7 separate regions of the Mus musculus genome follow, and regions 1, 2, 3, 4, 5 and 7 are each linked to region 6. The links are chromatin contacts, called in public HiCAR-type and promoter capture Hi-C maps. All regions are on one chromosome and are shown on one strand. Each heading gives the region's core, a stretch centred on a gene start, on an enhancer-like site or on the middle of the called end of the contact. The rest is flanking DNA. Distances are from core to core; before and after follow the strand shown. Region 1 holds the start of Ccndbp1 (cyclin D-type binding-protein 1). Region 2 holds the start of Serf2 (small EDRK-rich factor 2). Region 3 holds the start of Adal (adenosine deaminase-like). Region 4 holds the start of Ttbk2 (tau tubulin kinase 2). Region 5 holds the start of Ubr1 (ubiquitin protein ligase E3 component n-recognin 1). Region 6 holds the start of Nusap1 (nucleolar and spindle associated protein 1). Region 7 holds the start of Mfap1b (microfibrillar-associated protein 1B).

Region 1 (2,700 bases), core at 179-2,678, 1.4 Mb before region 6:
CTGGGTTTCCTATGAGGTGATGGACCAAATTCAGAAAGAATGTTTAACATCAATGCTGTCAACTCATTTACTAAGGAAGAGACCAAACATCTATAGAGCATGGTTAAATCTTTTATGAAAACTCGTCATGAGTCAGGTCTTATAATGTACTCACCACACAATAGAAAGAAATTAGGTAGACACCTGACAATTATAAAAAGCATTACAAAAAGAAGGACAGCCTTGGCTGTCCTGGAACTTGCTCTGTAGACCAGGCTGGTCTTGAACTCAAGAGAGCAGCCAGCCCCTGCCTCCTTAAAGTGCCGGGATTAAAGGTGTGTACCACCAGCAGCAACAGCAACATCTTAACACTAAAGGGTTTTATATAACAGGTGCTGCTTAGATACTGCAAAGACATTTAACTCCTCCTCTGCTATTTATTGACCTGAGCCTCTAAACCTGCTTACTCATTGGTCAGATGGGGAATATGTATGTGAAACAGCTATAAATCAACAAGGAAAGTTGAAAGTTAAGAGGAACTAACCTGGCTGAGTTTCAGCCTAAATTTAGAAGACCTTTCTAACCCTATGCACCTGGCTATTTACAACAATCCCATGTGGTAAGAACTGTAACCTCGCTTGCTAAGTGGGGGAAATAAGTGTGGCTTGAATGTGAAGGGTAAGAAAACGGGAGGATTCTTAAGGAGAAAATAACCCTCCGGAAGCAAAGCTCACCTGTGGAGATGGCCATGGAAGTTTAGAGAAGTGCGTTGTCAGAACAGTGGCTTCCCCGTTCACTTTCACTGCTGCCTCATCTGGGGGTGTCAGAGGCGGCAGGGGGCCAAAGTTAGTGTTAAAAGGTTAAAGTTACTACTTGGACTTTTTAGATAACGCGTCCCTTTTCCACCCTAATCAACATCTCCAAAACAACTCCAGAAATCGTTTTATATTTCTGCTTCAAGTGCGGAGAATGGGTGGGAGAAGGGATGAGGACCAGAGACATTGTCATCTCAGGGGACAGCAGAGGGAAGGTTAGGATGCAGGGAGATGAGGGAAGAGCCCGCAACGGCAGACACTCACTGAGTCTTCTCCAAAACATTTCTCGATTAAATTCCTCCGCTGTCTCCTGGGCTTCGCCGACTTGAGGAAGGCCGGATCACCCCGAAAGCAAAAGACAGGTGAGAGGAGCCCTGACCTGATGCCCTACATCCCTACCCGGAGCCCGGGATGCAGATTCCCATAACTCACCCCGTACTCGAGGCAGAAGTGACCGTAGCTCCTCTGCTAAGTGCCGGAGCTGCTCCAGAGGCGGAGCAAGGAAGGGGACTGCGGCTGTCGAGCTCGCCATCGCAGGCTCTCTCTGGGAACCAGCTAAGACGCTTAAGCCATTTGGCCCCGCCGCAGTACTTCCGGTGCTGAAAAACTCATCTCGTTTCCGGCAACACACAGCGCGTCCCGCCCCTTCCTTCTCAGTGTAGCGACCCCGCCTTCCCAGACAGCCCGGCCATCCGTCCACGCCTCCCCCCACCCCCAGAGACCCGCCCACTCAGGAACAAGACCACGCCTCCCCACTGGAAACCTGCCCACTCCCCGCTGGCCCGGCCTGGAGACCCAGCCACGCCTCCTTCACCTGCCCTCCCCGCAGATCTAGAGACTTTTTCCAGTCCCTGGCTACACCCCACTACCCCTCCCTCCATGACACTAGGCCACTCAAAAGACCCAGCCAGGCATCTTTTGACCTACTAGAGACCTGGCCACTCTTCTATGTAACTGAGCTTTTCCCCTGTAAATATGTCCGTGGCAGTGCCTGCAGAGGCCAGAGAGGGAATCAGATCCCCAGGACCCGGAGTTACACTGTGTGAGTGAAGGGAATCGAACCTGTGACCTTTGGAAGAGCAGCCAGCACTCTTAACTGCTGACTCCAGCTCCCTGGTGACTCTTTCTCCAAGCCCCCAAACCAGGCCCACTTTCTGGCTCCCATATGTTTATCAACATTGCAGATCCGTTTGTGATATTTCTTTGTTAATACTTATCTTTTATTATTTTTTAATCACATGTAAGTCTGTGCACATATGAATGTAGGTGCCCACAGTGGCTCTGGCCTGGAGCTAGAGTTACAGGCAGTTGTGAGCATCTGACATGGTTGCTAGGGATTGAACTCGGGTCTTCTGGAGGTAAAGTACATGCTCTTAACCACTGATCTCTCCAACCCATTGTTTATGGCTACCATTCATTCATTTATTTGATTAGTTGAAAACAACCTTGGCTAAGGAAGCAGAAAGCCCATGATCGGTGGGGAAACAGGCTGGGAAGTCAAGTCTCAGGAGCAGTAAAGGTCCAGGACAAGTTTCCACAGGCTCCCTAGGCAGAAAATGACATCCTGAACTCCAAGTTCGGGCTGGATGCTTTTCACAGGATGACCCTAATAAACACAGTAGTACCAAGGGACACAGTGACACAGAGACCCCACTGTGGCAATCTTCTTGATTAGGGCTCTTTGCCTCCTGAGGAAGAATCAATTGTTAGACTTTTCTGCAGTCCACACAGCAAGAATCAGTAGTAAACATTTCCAACATTCAGATGTCCAAGGAGTGACTGCTTCCTGAAGCTCACCCACTGATACTGGCTTTCCCATCTGCCACAGGGCAGAGATCTGAGCCACAAATGTGGAGGCTGGACTTCTTCCAGGCTGCTAGCTGTAAGCCATGGACTTCAGGAGCTC
Region 2 (2,700 bases), core at 60-2,559, 1.8 Mb before region 6:
GTCTGGCCGCTCAGGCCCAAGGCTCTCTATTCTGTACTAAGTACCACACCCCAACAACACTAGTGAGAAAGTCGGGAAGAGGGAGGAGAGACAAGCAGCAAGGAGGGTCAAAAGTACTGGGCTGTCAAAACAACTACACTTGATATGTGAAGCCCCTGCCCTTGCCCTTAAGGTCAGAACTAAGGCCCGCAGAAATCAGCCTGCGGACAGGGACCCGCCCCAGTCCCTTCCTGTATGGCTGTGACCTAACAATTTAGAGTGGGGAGGAAATAAAACCCTAGAGGAAGCAATGCACTCTGCCCCTCACATCTAACCTAGACTTGGACCCTGCAATAGCTCTCTCTCCTGGTACACCCCTTTCTCTAACCCAGGTCTCCCCGTCCAGTCCCGGCCCGACCCTTCCTTTTCCCTCCCTGGGGCTACCTCTGCTTGCGGGCGGCAGCAGAAAGCCCATCATCTCGGCGCTTTCCCTTAACCGAGTCGCTCTGCTTCTTCATGTTCTTCTGGCGGGCGAGCTCTCGCTGGTTACCGCCTAAGAAGAAGAGAAGGTACAAAGTGAGACGCCGGAGCCGCTCCACGTACACACCAGCGCCCCTCCTCCCCGCAACTGGGACCCCGACCGTCCCCCCAACCCCCGCCGCAGCGCCGACCCCATCGCGGGGCTTCGGCTGCCCGGGGTAGGTTAACTTGGGGGTGCGGGAGGACGGTGCGGTCGAGACTGCTGGCGGCGCGCGTCAAGTTTGAGGCGGCGCGGGGGCCCAGACAGCTGCTGCGGTGTGTGGGACGCGCCGGGGCCTCACGGGCACGCGCCGGGGCCCACCACTCAGGGAACCCGGCTTCCCCAGCGCGGAAAGCCGGCGGCGGCCCGCGCCCAACACAGGGGTCTCCGCAAGTGGCGGCGTGCAGAGGGCTGCGCTTCCGGCTGGGCGGGAGGCAGCTGGAGAGCGCTCCCTAAAGACCCTTCCGCCCGCCGGGGAAGCCGAGGGGACGCACACGCCGGCACCCGGGCGCGCGGGGAGCGAGAGCAGAAAGAAAAGGGAGAGAGGAAAAGGTCCCAGCACTCACGGGTCATGGCGACGGCAGCGGCTCCAACCTGCCTCCGTTGCGTCCCCCTCGTTCGGGCCGACGTTGCAGGCCCCGCCCCCTTCGCGCGACGCCACCAAGTCGTCTTCTTCCTCCCGCCCCTTCACGCCCGGGCGCCCGCTTTCATTGGGCAGGGGGAAACACGTGGAGTGCGGTGCCACGCGCCAGTCCCGGAGGGCGAAGAGCGGAGCTCGGCGGGCGGAGCGCTGGCACGGGGCGGGGCTTCCCCGGAGCGCTGGGTCCCAGCCTGTAGAAACTAGGCCGGGTCACGTGGCCGGGGGGTGGAGGGGTGCGGCTGGCGATGTGGCGCTCCGACGGGGCCGGGCACGTGACTAGGCAAAGTGACCTCATGTGGGACAGTTTAGGGTACTGACTGACAAAGTCGCCCCGAAGGAACGCGGGGGAGGGGCGGGGCGGGGACGGGACGGGGTGAGGGCGGGATTTCCTAGGTCGTTCATCCGGTTATGTGCTATCAGTTCTCTGGAGCTAAACTTAGTGCGGTTCCCCGGTCTCCGAGCCTCTTGGCCGAACACTTGCCACAGTTGTCTGAAAACATACGCAGACAATTAGGAAACCCCTTTCCACTTTCCTCGCCCCTAAGCGCAGCCAGTTTTAGTGTGTCATAAAGTGATCCTGCAATCATTTCCCAAGAGCTTGAGTCCAGAGCTCCTGCATGCACATCTCCACTACTGAACTGGACTTAAGACTGCCCACAGAAACTTTGAATGTGCCTTGGGGGTGACGAAGCATACCCGAATCTGACTGTGGAGTTACTTCAGGAACCGAGATTAGGGAATGCTCCTATTTTATTAGTTTGCATCTCTCTCTTTCTCTCTCTCTCTCTCTCTCTCTCTCTCTCTCTCTCTCTCTCTCTCTCTGTCTCTGTCTCTCTGTCTCCTCTCTCCTCCTCTCTCCTCTCTCTCGACCGTGCCTACATTGTATCATTTCCCCTAAACCTTACATTTGGTTTGTAAGAGAAATCAGGCTGGTAACTAAATCTTTATTTTCGGTTGCTGAATCACAGATGCGCGCGCCCCCTGTAGAAAAGATTAGTTAAGCCTTCTCTCCCTTCCCAGGTCCAAGACAACAGGAATTCTGCTAAACTATCATGAAATAACCCCAACATGAACCAGAACAGTAGGATGCGTTTCCTGCTGACCAGAGGCACTTTATCCTGTCCAGTACCTTCACTAAGCAGCTGAATTCAGAGACTTCACTCCACTCTTTCACCAGAGTCGCCTAAGACTACTGAAAAACACAGATATTTACACTACGATTTATAATAGAAAAATTACAGTTTAAAAATAATTCTAGCCGGGCGGTGGTGGCGCACGCCTTTAATCCCAGCACTTGGCGGATTTCTGAGTTCGAGGCCAGCCTGGTCTACAGAGTGAGTTCCAGGACAGCTAGGGCTACACAGCTGTTGTCTCGAAAAACAAAAACAAAAAATAATTCTATGGTTGGGGGTCACCACTACATAAGGAACTTTATTAAGGGGTCGCAGGACTGGATCCATGAACTCTCATAAAATGGTAGGTATGGTGGTGTGTTATCTGTAATCCTACTACTCCCATAGTGAGAAGAGAGGTAGAGATGGGAGAATTTTCTGGAAGTTCA
Region 3 (2,700 bases), core at 77-2,576, 1.5 Mb before region 6:
TGTCTTACACTGACTTTTCAAAGAGTTGTCATGAAAAAAAATCTGTAAATTAATAGAAAAAGAAAGGAAAAAATAAAGAGGGGGAAGGAAGTGGGGGGAAAGAGCAAGCATCTCCATCAGAGCGTGGATGAAAGCCAAAGGACATGCGCAAGGTGAGCTGTGCACTGCTGTGGAAAGTCACGCCATTTTAACCTGCCTCTGTGTCTCACCATCAGGATGTCCTCAGCACTAGTAGTAAGCTGATGTATAACTTGGAACATCTGGAAACATCTACAAATGAAAAAAAAAATGTCTTAACACACTTCCCTCATCAAAACCTGTTACTCAAGAAAAACCCTCAGAATGGAATTAATTAGTAAATTTGAGGTTAATAGTAAGTATATATTTAAATTTACAAAGAACTATAGGATACACCTTTTTTCAAAATTACATTGATCTAGAAAGACAATTTAATAGCTAAAATAAGATATTACTTATTTATATTGAAAAGTATGAAACAGCCATTCCTATTCTTTAATCCTGCCAGGACTAGCAAATAGAGAAAAATCAATCTGTCTTTATTTTCAAATCTAAGGAACAACTCAATATGACAAACAATATAAATCATTAAACATACTGTCAGTCTGACAGTTGGAAAAGCACTGTGAGTTAGGTTATATATTTTATGCCAGATGTCTACCCTATCTAAGTATTAAAATCTGATTCTTATATATTATAATCCCAAAATACAGCCACAAAAAATTCCCACAACCTCCCAAACTCACTCTTGTAAAGTCCTTTTCTTCCCCTTGTCAATCATGGTCATGTGACCATGAACGTTAAGATGTGGCTTCTTGGCTATCAGTTTCTTCATGGTACTGGAACTAATGGAGCCATTCAAGTGGGCATGGAGCTCCTAACACAAGAGGACAATCAGTTCACAAGAGTCCACGAGATCCAGAGCCCCATACATCAGGCCCTGGTGGCCTGGTTCCTAGTTGTAGTTTATACTAGGCCAGCTACTTGGTTCAGCTATACCCACTCTACAATTTCTACCCATAAGCTTTACTTCTCTTTTGTGGAAAACAATACAAAAGCCATTATACAGTAACAAGAACTCTGTAGTTAATTCTTACCACTTTTGGTAATTGCAGATAAAAGTCTGTCTTCCCAGGCCACTGCTGTCCGGCCTCCATCACTTCAGTAGAAGGAAAAGTTTCTCTTTGCTCTTATTCTCGGCTTGGACGATAAACTTATCAAAGTGGGAATCTCTGAGGTGCTGGACTTCCTTCAGATTGCCATTTTAAACAAGACTTGCACTATGTGTGGCTCTGGGATCACTTTCACCTACAATAACAAATGTAACTATTTTCAGATCTAACATGCAAACAGAAACACAGTCACTGCTGATATCTTCTTTTTACACCTCCCAAGCCCCCTCAACCCCCTGCTCCCACTAACTTAAGTTAAGCAAAGCTAACTTAGGTGTGTCTGCAATGGGGAAATGACTAGTAAAAAAAAAAAAGAACAAGAAAAAAAAAAACACCCGAAAACTAAAAATCCAGCGTTCGTCTGTCCCTTTAACTCTGGGCTCCTTTAATCTACTGCGTAGGTCAGGTTAGCTTACACATGTAGCACGAATTTGCTTTTACAAGAAAACATGTTATTTCATATTTACGTCGCACAAACACTTTCCTTAAATGGGTTGGGTCTGTCAGGCGAAAATCCTGTCTCTGGATGGAGGGTAGTATTTGCTGCCTCCTGTCTCTGATCCTTCTGGTCGACTAGATGCCTTTATTAACATATCTTGCACGCACTGAATCATTCTGCCACACAATCTGCTCTTCTAAGACCACTAACGAGTTCCTAACCCTAAAACATTTTCCAATAACCAAATCTTCATAGAAAATTTTTCTTGATCCAGTTGGACTCCAGAACTCATACTCTCAGCCGTTACATACTACTGCTCTGAGTTAACCATTCTTCAAGTCTTTCTATTTCCTTTCCTAATCCAAGCAGACACTAAATTAGTAAATGATGAAGTTTCTACGCATCTCTGGGAGTGCTTTCTTACTGGTATCTCCTAAGCATCAAATGTAGAAACTTTAAAAGTCCAACCTGGGTTGCTTCCTTTAAACAACAACGCCACAGGGAATAATCACATCTCTTCTATAGCGATTTTCAGCAGACATACTCAATACCACATACGAATCACAGAATCTTGGAAGTGGAGGGGAGTGTCATTTTTACATGCTGAATACTTACTCACTGTAGACCTAGCACAGAATTTAGACTACATGAGAATAAACAGCACGTACAGGGGCAGTGGGTTAATAATAATCAGTAATTATCCGTAAAGGTCTCTTTCTTCACTTTCCATATGGCCTAATTTAAGATCTAAATGAGTTCTCCCTCGCAACGAGAACACTCAATAAAGGAGCAACTGTTACTTTTGTGCAAGGACCAATCTACTCTGGATTGCTTAAGATCCGAGGTGCTGGTCCTCTTTTGCCGGACCAAACCGGTATCAGGTCGTCAGCCTCCGATTCACCTAAAAATGTTCTCAAATAAGAGGATCTACACAAGTTTTTTTTTTCCCTGCAGAAAATGCCTGTACAAAGAGGTAACTTGAGCTCTCCAAGCGCTAGCTGTTACCGAAGCAGCTGGCGTGTTCCCAGGAAAACGTAATTTGGAAAGGGGGGGTGGGGGGGGGGAAGGTCA
Region 4 (2,710 bases), core at 143-2,642, 1.2 Mb before region 6:
CCTCACCATCAGTTGTCTTTTGTTTTGGTTTCTGTCCAAGAGTCTGCACATGACAGGCAGTAAGGATGTCTCCTGCTTGTAAAGGAATATAAAGAGGATGGTAGTTCCTTAACAGTAAGAACACTTTTGTCACCTAAGAAAATATTTGAAAGTAAAAGTGAACCTTTGAGCCGGGTGTGGTGGCGCACGCCTTTAATCCCAGCACTCGGGAAGCAGAGGCAGGCAGATTTCTGAGTTCGAGGCCAGCCTGGTCTACAGAGTGAGTTCCAGGACAGCCAGGGATATACAGAGAAACCTTGTCTCGAAAAACAAAAACAAAAACAAAAACAAAAACAAAAAGTGAACCTTTACAATTCATACCATTGCATCCTCTCTGTTCCTGGCAAACTCGTGGCAGTCATTGCAATTGTTAAGGAAAAAAGAACGTTGGGCATACAATATGGAATAGGTCCGCAGTTTGGTTTTGACATCAGTTTTGTGATCTTGGTAAAGTTTATTCTTAATTTTTAATGTCTATATAATGGATAGTAAAGAAAGAAGAGGGACTTACTCTTAGGTTTTGTTTTGTTTTTTTTCACCAAAGAGCTTGGCACATTCAACATGAAATACGTCTCCCATACAGCCTCGGTGTCCCACCCTTCATAGTTAGTCTTTGTGTGTCTTGAGCCACTCCTGCAAACTCCAAGCTTAGAGTCCCAGACTGGTCCACATGAAAGTTGTTCATTGTCTTTATCAAAAAGCCAATGAAATCTTTTTTCGTGGGTTGTGAATGGGCACTCCCTCGCCAGGCTGACATCTTTGTAACTCCTTTCTTTTCTCCCAATACCTTCGGGTTTCCCGGCCCTAGTTAGCAGCTTAGGTTAGGGGACAGCGCCCATTTCCCAGATCCTGGCAGCTCTAGGTCTGAGCAGGCGAGTAGACCTTAAGCAATGACCCGGCCTCACGATTCTCGACGCGACCGCCTCAGTGACAAAGCATTACCAATTTTCTTCCAAAGGGCCCAACTCTGTGGCCATAAGCACGCTGAGCTAGGAGAACACCTACTGAAGTCGGCTCTCAGAAGCACTGCGCCTTACATCTCTCCTCAGGACAGGCCGGCCGTTGCAGCGGAGGCTGGAACTACGAGTCCCAGAATTCCCAAGCACACGCGCACTGTCATTGTGATGCTCCTTTCCCGGTAACTCGCCCTCTCAGGCAAACCTGAAGATAGCGGCAATTCTCCGGTGGGGGGCGGAGACACTCTCGGCCCAATTCTCCGCCCCCTTCCTGATAGGCAATGGGACTAGCCAACCGACGCCACAGGCTGGGAACGTGCTCTCCAATCAGCACCCGCGGCGGAGAGGTGGGCGGTGCGCGCTGGCAGGGCGGGTGGGCTAGGCTGTGCGGCTTGCGGGGGGGAGAGTAACGTCGGGCCGGGTCAGCGGGCGCTGCAGTAGTCGCCGCAGCGGCGATGGGAGCGGTAGGGACGAGGAGGCGGCGGCGGCAGGAGGAGGAGGAGGAGCAGGGGCTGGCACGAGAGCAGCGGCCCGGGACAATCCGCAGCAATACCCGCAGCCGCTGCCGCCGCCTTTAGACGCGGACGGCATCCGAAGGGACCGCCGGCCGTCTAAGCCGCGCTCCGGTCCCGCCGCAGTGGGCGGCGGGGGATGGGCAGGCGGTGGCGGGCCCGCCTGCTGAGCGGTGACTCCTGCCGGTGCGGACCCTGAGCTAGACCCTCGTCCTCCGTCAGAGATCCTGCGTCCGCCGCGGCCCAGGTAGGACACACCCCCGAGCCCCAGGGCGTCTCCAAGAAGCTTCCCTGCGCCCGCCTCATCCCTCGTTCAGCTCAACCGAGGCGTGGAGGGGAGACTGCCCGAGACCCCTGGGTTTCTTATGCCCACGCCCTGAGGCGACGCCAGACCCAAATTGATCCTCATCCCACAGATCTTTCTGGTTCTGCCCCATTTCCCCGGAGGCTTTGGGTGCCTTCCCTGAACTTGGAGGTTCATGAAGCTGCTTCGTCTGTTTCTGTGGGTGACCCATATATCACTTGTACTCATGACTCTTCTGGCTACCAGGACCGAGCAGAGAGGAGTCTTTTGAAATTATGAGCGTTTCATTCTATCTTGCTTTTCCCACTGTAATGGAAGAGTGACGGGACTACCGAATCTCATTTGTGTGGTAACAAGGAAGGCCGGGACTTTGTAGTATTGAAGTAATGACCAGAGGGATTTGCTTTGACAAAGATGATGCTGTTGATACGCGGGGATGCCAAAAGAGGGACAAAAGAGCCTACATATACGCACTGTCGAGTCAGAGAAGTAAATAATCATGGGGATGCTAGGATACCTGATCCTTAAATGAAGTTCATTTTGTTTCAGTTGTGGCGCTGCCTTAGAGGTAAAAATGACATTGAGTTGTACTTTGCTTTGGATTAAAGTTGATAGGCTTCTCTCCCCTAGCTTTGGAAGCTGTCCTTTAACATTTAAAGAAGACAATTCTATTTTAACCTGTATATGATGGGAAGATGTTATTTAGTAGAATTGAATGTGTGTGAGAGAGTGTATTGTGAATGGACTCAAACTCTCAAATACAAGGAGGATTCAGGCTGTGTTTTGTTTCAGTGTTTGGTTTTGAGCCATTAATAGTTGCAGTGACATTAAACATGGACTTGCCAGGATAGACTGCAAAGATGTATCTGTTTTCTTTCAGCAAAGTGGACTAGAATAAC
Region 5 (2,700 bases), core at 195-2,694, 1.4 Mb before region 6:
TAACCCAACATGTTCTGCTTTTTGTTGTTTTGGGACAGGACCTCACCGGCAGCTAGACTGATCTGGAACTATATAGTTCTGCTGCCTCCAACTTGGAAGAACCCTCATATTCTCAAATGCTAGCTGACGTTACAGCTGTAAGTCACCCATGCCGGCTTACAGGCATGTAAACAATATAACATCTTAAACATTTTTCCTTTCTTTTTCTCTTTTTGAGATGGGGTCTCACCACATAGCTCTGGAGTAGACTAGGCTAGCCTTGAATTCAGAGATCCACCTGCCTCTGGTTCTGGAGTGCTTAAAGGTGGGTGCCATTACACCAGGCATAAACAGCATTTAAAATGAAAATTAACTCGGTAAACAAATGTTATCCAAAATGTGAGAATTTCCAAATTTCTTAAGTTCCAATTTAATAGAAGGGTAGGTGTGTTTTAGTTCTGCCTCTATCTATAGTCAGTCATGTGTTGCTTTGGTTGGTGTATGTGAAGAAAATTTGACCTTACAGATCTAAAAAAAAAAAAAAGCCAGGTGGTGGTGGCGCACACCTTTTTAACCCCAGCACTTGGGAGGCAGAGGCAGGCGGATTTCTGAGTTCGAGGCCAGCCTGGTCTACAAAGTGAGTTCCAGGACAGCCAGGACTATACAGAGAAACCCTGTCTCAAAAACAAAAACAAAAAAACAAAACAAAACAAAAACAAAAACAAAACAAAACCCACTTCCATGGCAGGTGAGATGGTAGAAAACCAATCCCCTCAAATTGTCCTTTGATCTCTAAACATGATCCACACACACACACACACACACACACACACACACACACACACACAGAGAGAGAGAGAGAGAGACACAGACACAAGTCGCTAAAGTATATATATAAATTTAAAAAGGGACCAGGTGGCTGACATCTGTCACTTGGAATGCAGAGGTAGGAGGAATGCGTGGTATTGGAGGCTATTATTCGTTTCGTAAAAACTAAACCAAACTAAACAAAAAACAAAAACAAAAACAGAGGACACTAAATTAGCTCTTTATCACCTTTGTCCTCCAACCCTGGTCTTGGCCTTGGGTGTTTTCTCTTGGTTCAGAGCTATTCCTTCGCACTATGCATAGATGCACAAATGCAGGAATTTGTAGTCTGTGGCAACAGTTTCCCCTCGATGTTTCCGTACATCTACCTTGTTCTTTTCATGGGGTATTCCATAACGGGGATGTATTCAGTTTGTCTTCCCTTACCGACGGATGGACTAGGTTTCTCGGTTTTGTCATCTCACCACCCCTGCCCCGGGGTTAAGGGATGGCGACAAAGCTGTGAGGTCTTCCCTCGGGGATCAGCCCTGGTGGAGCAGGGCTAACTAACCATCAGGGGCGGAAACCTCCGGCTTGGCAGGTCGGCAGCCTGCTTCCGGGAAGCCGACCGGAAGCCGCTCCGGGTGCTGCGACAAACCTGACTTCAGGGGCCGTCGTAAAAGTGTCGTCCCTGTCGCGTCGGGCCGGCCACAGGTTTCCGCTAGCTGGCGGCCGGGGGTCGGGAACTGCGGGCGTTCGTTTCCCTTAAGATGGCGGACGAAGAGATGGACGGCGCCGAGAGGATGGACGTCAGCCCGGAGCCTCCCCTGGCCCCGCAGCGGCCGGCATCGGTGAGTCTTCATCTGCTAGCGCCTTTTGTCCTCTCCACCAACAGCTTCCCACCGCGCCTGGGAGGGTTTGGGGCTCCGCTTTCTATGGCGGCACTGGGGAAGGGGAGTCCTAGGATTGAAGGATCGACCCTCCCTCCCCCGATAAAGTTAGTCGTCTCCTACACACATTCCTGCCAGCCAGGTCTACGGAGTTTAATGACTGTCATCTATTAAGTCTCAACGTGCTCAGACACGCATGTCTCTATTTTGAAGTAGAAAGAACTCGTGCACATTTAGGTGGGTTTGATGTAGGAGCTGAGATGAGGTTGGAGAAGGCCATTTTTCGGTAGACGCATTGCTGACCCCTCTTGTTGATAGGCATCGGGACCCGGACCAGCACCTGGTGTGATATAGCATTGTCGGGTGGACTTGATAGTGGCAGTGAGTGTTGCGGCTGGCAAGGCATGGCCAGATATCCATTATTGCAGCGTCTTGAGAACCTTCGATCTGGCCCCCAGTGAGGGAAATTTGTCATTTGTCATGCCTTTTATATATGAGAAGGGACATTTCAAACGAGAGAATACTGGAATCTATACTTGGCTATTAGATTTTTGAAGGGCTGAGAAAGGAGAGGTAGAATAAAATTGAGTCAACAGTCTGGCTGCGTGGAGAATACGAACAGAGTAGGCTGAAAGGTGGGGTAATGTTCACAAATGTTCTGATGTGGTCCCTTCAGATAACTAGAAGGGAGGGAGGTCCTTAGGAAGTACTCACTATTGATCACAACATGTTTTATCAGTTTGTCTATAGCTGCATATGGAAAAGTGTGGGAAACATACCCGCACCCACGCAAACCCATTGTATATACACATACCTGTTAGTGAAGTTGTTTGTAGTTTTAATAAACTCATTCTTGGCTTACTTTACCCCAGCAGACTCTAGAACATTATTTTATGAGACAAGAGAATGACTCAGAAATAAGTCAACCACGGAGACTAGAGAGAATGTCTGTAAGATAAAAAACCATCAGGGACAGAGTTGGAATAAGACTATATGCACTAGATCAGCACTTGGCAGTCTTCCT
Region 6 (2,700 bases), core at 117-2,616:
GGCAAGCTTCAATATAGCAAGTCCAATCTCACAATGAATCCCCACATTTTCTCTGAACACCTTGCAAACTCAGAATTCAAAGACCTTATCGGTTTTGAAAAAGACCACCATCACAATAGTGATTAATGTATGGACAATCATACTAGATCACGGTGGACAGGCATCCCATTAAAGGTTCACGAGAGTGAAGGTAGTGTCATAGTTTACTGAACAGTAAGTAGAGTTTTTCAGAAGAAGTCGTTTAAAGTAGTTTTTCTTCAACTGCCTAATAACTGGCATGGAAATTACACTGATTACGTCCTATGGGCCTTCGTTTCCCATTTGGTACCAGGAAGTATTAGCATTTCCATTAAGAAGTCTTTATAAGAGCTGGGCAGTGGTGGCGCATGCCTTTAATCCCAGCACTTGGGAGGCAGAGGCAGGTGGATTTCCGAGTTTGAGGCCAGCCTGGTCTACAGAGTGAGTTCCAGGACAGCCAGGGCTACACAGAGAAGCCCTGTCTTGAAAAACCAAAACCAAACCAAACCAAAAAACAAAAAGTCTTTATAAGTTCTCCAAATATAATAAAAAAAGCCTCCAACTAGAGTAACAGCCTCGGCTTTTCTTTCGTTTAACAAATTCCAGTCACTGTGAACAAAACCTACCTACTCCTCCCAAAATAACGTCCCTCGGGGGTTTCCTCTCAGTCACTTCGCGCCCTGTCCCCCAAATCCCTGGTCTCTTCTACCCCGCCCACCCAACTGCCCGCACCGCCAGCCAGCACGGTACCTTCATGTTAGCCCGGAGGCCCAGCCTTTTGGCTAAATTTTGCAGGTCGCTGTACTTAAAGGAGTCCAGCTCCTCTGCAGAGGGGACGGTCATCGCGTTCTGCAATCTCGGTGATTCCCAGAAAAACAGCCACACAACTCAAAACAGAGCGGCTCAAAACTGGCGCCACCCAAGACGTTGACAAGCCGACTTATATATGGAGTTTAAATTAAGACTGCTGTAAGTTCATTGGTTGAACTGCCTCGAGGGTGGGGTTTCCGATGCGGGCCAGTAGCGTGATTGGCTGAAGACCGCTATTCCGCAAACTATACCAATATGCTGGCGCTGAGCGTATTGAGAGCGTGTCTTTCAGGAACATTGTCCAATGAAGACGCAGGGAGACAGGTGGGCGGGACTTGGAGCGTGCGAGAAAGAGGCGCGCGCTTCAAAGAAATATGGCGACTCTCTCGCGCCGCAGTCTTCGCTTCTTGGAGACCCAGTCACGTCGTGACTCTTGTGATACACCTTTTTCTCTTACCTCCTCCATGGAGTGGGACACTCAGGTGGTGGAAGGGTTCTCCCCTCTCGGGTCCTCCGAGTCTAAGGTGAAGGCGTCACCTGTCGACCTGCGGCTGCCTGCGTGGTTGGAGCCGGAGAGATGTGCCGTGTTTCATTGCGCGCGGTGCTACGCGGTGCTCGGCGACACCCTGCACCTCGCCTGGGACCTGTCGCGGTCCCTCGGCGCCCTGGCCTTCTCCAGTGAGTGAGGCGAGGGTAGTTTGTGAGGAAGATAGACCAGAGGCAGATGAGGAATGGGGGACAGTACTGCCCAGGGGAGGGAGGGGTTTGTTTTGTTTTCCCGAGTTGGGCTTCAAACCCAGGCCGTCGCCTGAGCTAACCCAGCGCCCTTGGCTGAGCCCCACCCATTTTGTTAAGTTTTATGGGCAGATGAATCTGCTGGCAGGTATTTCTTCTCAAAACCGTTTTGTCTTCCAGAAGTCACAAACAACGTCGTTTTGTTAGAGCCCTTTTTGGTTGGCATAGAAGGTTTTCTCAAGTCCAGGTACGTGTGGAGAATTCCTGAGGTGGCGCTCTCTATATATTTCCCGATTTAATGACAGTGAAGAGTATGTAACTGTTGTAAACAAGAAAGAAACTTTGTCTTGTGACATGTTTACGCTCTCCATAGAGTATGTTTGAGTTGTAAACTCTTTACCGGTTTGAATCATATAAACATGGCATTGGTGAAAGTTAAAGTTGGATGTAGGTTTTAAGGTCTGTGAGAGAACTAGGACTATTAGTTATTAGTTATTAGTTATTAGTTATAATTTCTCAGGGTTGGTAGCAAATACCTTTACCCACCGAGTCATTTCACTGGCCCTGAAGTGACATTTTTGATATAGTTACAAATTATTTTACTTTTGATATTGGTAATAAAGGTCTTTCCTTGAATTTACAATTCTGCCTCTGCCTGCAAGTGCTGGGATCACAAGCATGGGAACCTGCACCCAACCTCTTTTTTTTGTTTTTTTTGTTTTTGAGACAGGGTTTCTCTGTATAGTCCTGGCTGTCTTGGCACTCACTTTGTAGACCAGGCTGGACTTGAACTCAGAAATCTGCCTGCCTCTGCCTCCCAAGTGCTGGGATTAAAGGCATGCGCCACCACCGCCTGGCCAACCTCTTTTTTAAAAAGCCTGATTAAAAGTTTTAATTATAAGCCTGGCGGTGGTAGCACATACTTTTAATCCCAGGACTAGGGAGGCAGAGGCAGGAGGATCTCTGTGAATGCAGGGACAGCCTGGTCTACAGAGCTAGTTCCAGGACAGCTAAGGCTACACAAAGAAATCCTGTCTGAAAAACCAAACAAACAAAAATTTAATTACAGATTTGGAGATGTGCTATAGCTCAGAAGTACAATGTTTGCCTATATCAAGAAAAATGCATGCAAGAATA
Region 7 (2,700 bases), core at 17-2,516, 1.9 Mb before region 6:
GTTTTGTTTTGTTTTTGTTTGTTTGTTTGTTTTGTTTTTTCGAGACAGGGTTTCTCTGTAAAGGGTTTCTCACTTTGTAGACCAGGCTGGCCTCGAACTCAGAAATCTGCCTGTCTCTGCCTCCCCGGTGCTGGGATTAAAGGTGTGAGCCATCACACTCGGCAGAATTTGCTAAAGGTAGACACTTCTGTTTCTCTCAGGTTAACATTTAGTGCATAGTTGTTTACAAACTCTGAGGGGTTCTAACTTGAACTTCTTATTTTTATGTATATCTTTGGGGCTCCCCCCCTTAATTTAGATGGGAGGGTAATGTGGTTATAATCCAATAAACATTTTTAATAATAACAACAACAACAAAAATATTTTTGTCTACTCTGGCCTTCTAAAGCTTTTCTGCTTGTAAGCTTCGTCCTTGTTTGACTCATTGAAAATCCTCACTAAAGTTTGTCAATTTCCTGTCTTCACCAAGCAAGGACACAGGTGAAAAAATTTGATAATTATATTAACAGAACCTTCAAAGTCCTATATAATATTGTACTCCCTCCCAGAATTTTTACTGTGTAGACCGACTAGCCTCAATTACAGAAATCCACCTGCCACGGTCTTTCCAGTGCTAGAATAAGGGCATGTGTGTCCAAATCAACAATTGGCCCCTAAGGGATTCTCCTTTTTTTTTTTTTTTTTTTCTTTTGAAGAGTCTTCTCTTGTTGCCTAAGCTGGCCTACAAAACACGGCAATCCTCTTTCACCTTCCCAAATGCTGGGATTACAGACGTGACCCACGTATCCGGATGAAACACTTTACACTTCTAGCTTTTTATTTTTTATTTGTTTTTTCTTTTTTGTTTTTTCAAAACAGGGTTTCTCTGCGTAGCCCTGGCTGTCCTGAAACTCACTCTGTAAACCAGGCTGTCCTCGAACTCAGAAATCCGCCTGCCTCTGCTTCTTACTGGGATTAAAGGGGTGCACCATCATTTTCGGCCACACTTCTAGCTTTAAACAGTATGCACCAACAGTCTCTCCTAAAATGTAATAAATAAAATCTTTAATCCGAACCTTCCTGGACCTTACCAAAACCAAAAGAAACAACTGTCAGACAGGAGGACCTTCCAGTTCTTGAGCGGTTGAAGACGAGAAAATTGCCTTAGGAAAGCGCACAAATTTCAAGCTAGCCCTTTAAGCGATCAGCGCTCAGCCGCCCTCCAATTACCCACAATCCTCTGTTATGTACTTCCGGTTCCTCTACCTCTGCCGGAAGTTGTTTCTGTCAGTTGCGCAGCTGTGTCCAGCACAGCCTGTGGGACGCGGCGTTCTGCTCCTTGCTCTTCGTTGTTGGGATTGAGTCCGTTTTGGAGAGTCTCCGCGGCAGCCGTCACCATGTCGGTCCCAAGCGCACTCATGAAGCAGCCGCCCATCCAGTCTACGGCTGGGGCCGTCCCAGTTCGAAACGAGAAAGGTACGGGCTCCCCTCCCCTCCGGTTGGCTCTGAACTCTTTCATCCTGAGTATCTCTCAAACCTGCCTTACGCCGACCATGCCAGCTCGGCTGGCCCTTAAAACCTAGCTGCAGTTTCTTCCTGCGTCCCGCCTAAAGTCACAGGTGGCGTAGAGAAAGGGGATAGCGGGATCCACTTGCATCTACCTGATCGATTTAGTGAGGAGATCTCTCTCGAAATATGAAGTAAAGGAGGCTGGAGAGGCAGATCAGCGGTTGAGAGGACGTACTGCTGTACCACAGGGCGCAAGTTCAATTGCCAGCAGTCACTTCAGGTGACTCAACAACAACCTGGGACCCCAAGTCTAGGGAGATCTGACACCTCTGGCTTCTGCCAGTACCTACGCTTGTGCACATATCCACACATAGCATCCTTACAAATGATGATAATAATAATGCTGCATAGATGGCTCAACCGTTAAAGGCCAGGCTCACAGGCAGAACAGTAACAAAAATCAAAATATAAGAAGAAAGTGGGGCTGGCGAGATGGCTCAGTGGTTAAGAGCACCGACTGCTCTTCCCAAGGTCCTGAGTTCAAATTCCAGCAACCACATGGTGGCTCACAACCATCCATAACGAAATCTAATGCCCTCTTCTGGAGTGTCTGAAGACGGCTACAGTGTACTTACATATAATAAATAAATAAAATCTTTAAAAAAAAAAAGAAGAAAGTGAGCTAGAGGCCTATGTTGTGTGTTTCTTTTCACTGTAATTGTTTTGTTTGTTTATTTTTAAGTGTATGAATGCTTTGCTTCCATGCATGGATATGCACCATGTGGGTGCAGTACCCACAGAGGCCAGAGGAGGGCCTGGAGTATCAGACTGTAACAGACTGCCATGCAGATGCTGGAAAATTGATCCAGGACCTCTGTATGAGCAGCAGAGCCTCTTAGCTGCTGAGCCACCTCTTGAGCTCCACCCTGTTTGTGTTATAGAAGAGATCTCCCGATTCAGCACAAGAGCTGGAGGAAAAGGTAGAAGCTGGCTAGTCAGAACGTTAAGTTAGGTCGTAAAGGCTGCCACAGCACCGCAGAGAGAGAAGCTAGGAAGAGAGCTGCCCTTACTGTGCCTGAGGTCAGACCCCGAGCATCCACATAGACACCTTGTGGGGAGAAGAGACGAGTTAGGAACTTTAGGCTTGATGGCTGGGCTAATAATAGCTGAAACAGCAAGCAACAGGTTCAGTGAAAGAACCTGTCTCAAGAA

What was found. Promoter capture Hi-C pulls out the DNA fragments that hold promoters and counts their contacts. HiCAR-type assays count read pairs that join an accessible place to other places. Capture Hi-C pulls out chosen DNA fragments and counts their contacts.
Region 1: a HiCAR-type map of astrocytes shows a contact between it and region 6, with 2.5 times the contacts expected there. The contact joins the promoter of Ccndbp1 here to the promoter of Nusap1 in region 6. A contact is called at or near these places in 2 of 39 promoter capture datasets (the 3T3-L1 cell line and liver) and 1 of 115 datasets of contacts at active chromatin or transcription factors (astrocytes).
Region 2: a contact with region 6 is called in a HiCAR-type map of astrocytes, with 4 times the contacts expected there. The contact joins the promoter of Serf2 here to the promoter of Nusap1 in region 6. A contact is called at or near these places in 1 of 39 promoter capture datasets (cranial neural crest) and 1 of 115 datasets of contacts at active chromatin or transcription factors (astrocytes).
Region 3: a promoter capture Hi-C map of erythroid cells shows a contact between it and region 6, with 10 times the contacts expected there. The contact joins the promoter of Adal here to the promoter of Nusap1 in region 6. A contact is called at or near these places in 4 of 39 promoter capture datasets (cranial neural crest, erythroid cells and liver).
Region 4: a promoter capture Hi-C map of liver shows a contact between it and region 6, with 2.8 times the contacts expected there. The contact joins the promoter of Ttbk2 here to the promoter of Nusap1 in region 6. A contact is called at or near these places in 2 of 39 promoter capture datasets (liver and pre-B cells) and 1 of 9 other capture datasets (liver).
Region 5: a promoter capture Hi-C map of liver shows a contact between it and region 6, with 2.6 times the contacts expected there. The contact joins the promoter of Ubr1 here to the promoter of Nusap1 in region 6. A contact is called at or near these places in 2 of 39 promoter capture datasets (both in liver).
Region 7: a promoter capture Hi-C map of liver shows a contact between it and region 6, with 5 times the contacts expected there. The contact joins the promoter of Mfap1b here to the promoter of Nusap1 in region 6. A contact is called at or near these places in 2 of 39 promoter capture datasets (liver and pre-B cells).

Annotation. Positions count from the first base shown.
Region 1 is chr2:121,007,136-121,009,835 of GRCm38.p6, reverse strand. It overlaps Ccndbp1 (cyclin D-type binding-protein 1), which reads right to left and starts at 1,428. Exons shown (of 11, transcript NM_010761.2): 1 at 1,227-1,428; 2 at 1,059-1,118; 3 at 714-793; 4 at 1-9. The coding sequence starts at 1,326. It overlaps Tmem62 (transmembrane protein 62), which reads right to left. Exons shown (of 14, transcript NM_175285.3): 14 at 1,993-2,700. The coding sequence ends at 2,691.
Region 2 is chr2:121,447,807-121,450,506 of GRCm38.p6, reverse strand. Serf2 (small EDRK-rich factor 2) reads right to left here and starts at 1,309. Exons shown (of 3, transcript NM_011354.3): 1 at 1,066-1,309; 2 at 424-532. The coding sequence starts at 1,072.
Region 3 is chr2:121,140,719-121,143,418 of GRCm38.p6, reverse strand. It overlaps Adal (adenosine deaminase-like), which reads right to left and starts at 1,326. Exons shown (of 10, transcript NM_029475.2): 1 at 1,116-1,326; 2 at 765-895; 3 at 210-270. The coding sequence starts at 1,175.
Region 4 is chr2:120,849,100-120,851,809 of GRCm38.p6, reverse strand. It overlaps Ttbk2 (tau tubulin kinase 2), which reads left to right and starts at 1,392. Exons shown (of 16, transcript NM_001024856.2): 1 at 1,392-1,754. It overlaps AV039307 (expressed sequence AV039307), which reads right to left and starts at 1,154. Exons shown (of 4, transcript NR_038350.1): 1 at 1,045-1,154.
Region 5 is chr2:120,969,459-120,972,158 of GRCm38.p6, reverse strand. It overlaps Ubr1 (ubiquitin protein ligase E3 component n-recognin 1), which reads left to right and starts at 1,444. Exons shown (of 47, transcript NM_009461.2): 1 at 1,444-1,637. The coding sequence starts at 1,557.
Region 6 is chr2:119,616,964-119,619,663 of GRCm38.p6, reverse strand. Nusap1 (nucleolar and spindle associated protein 1) reads right to left here and starts at 1,366. Exons shown (of 11, transcript NM_133851.3): 1 at 769-1,366. The coding sequence starts at 861. Oip5 (Opa interacting protein 5) reads left to right here and starts at 1,159. Exons shown (of 6, transcript NM_001042653.1): 1 at 1,159-1,506; 2 at 1,744-1,810. The coding sequence starts at 1,203.
Region 7 is chr2:121,472,589-121,475,288 of GRCm38.p6, reverse strand. It overlaps Mfap1b (microfibrillar-associated protein 1B), which reads left to right and starts at 1,266. Exons shown (of 7, transcript NM_001081975.3): 1 at 1,266-1,455. The coding sequence starts at 1,377. It also overlaps the pseudogene Gm14018.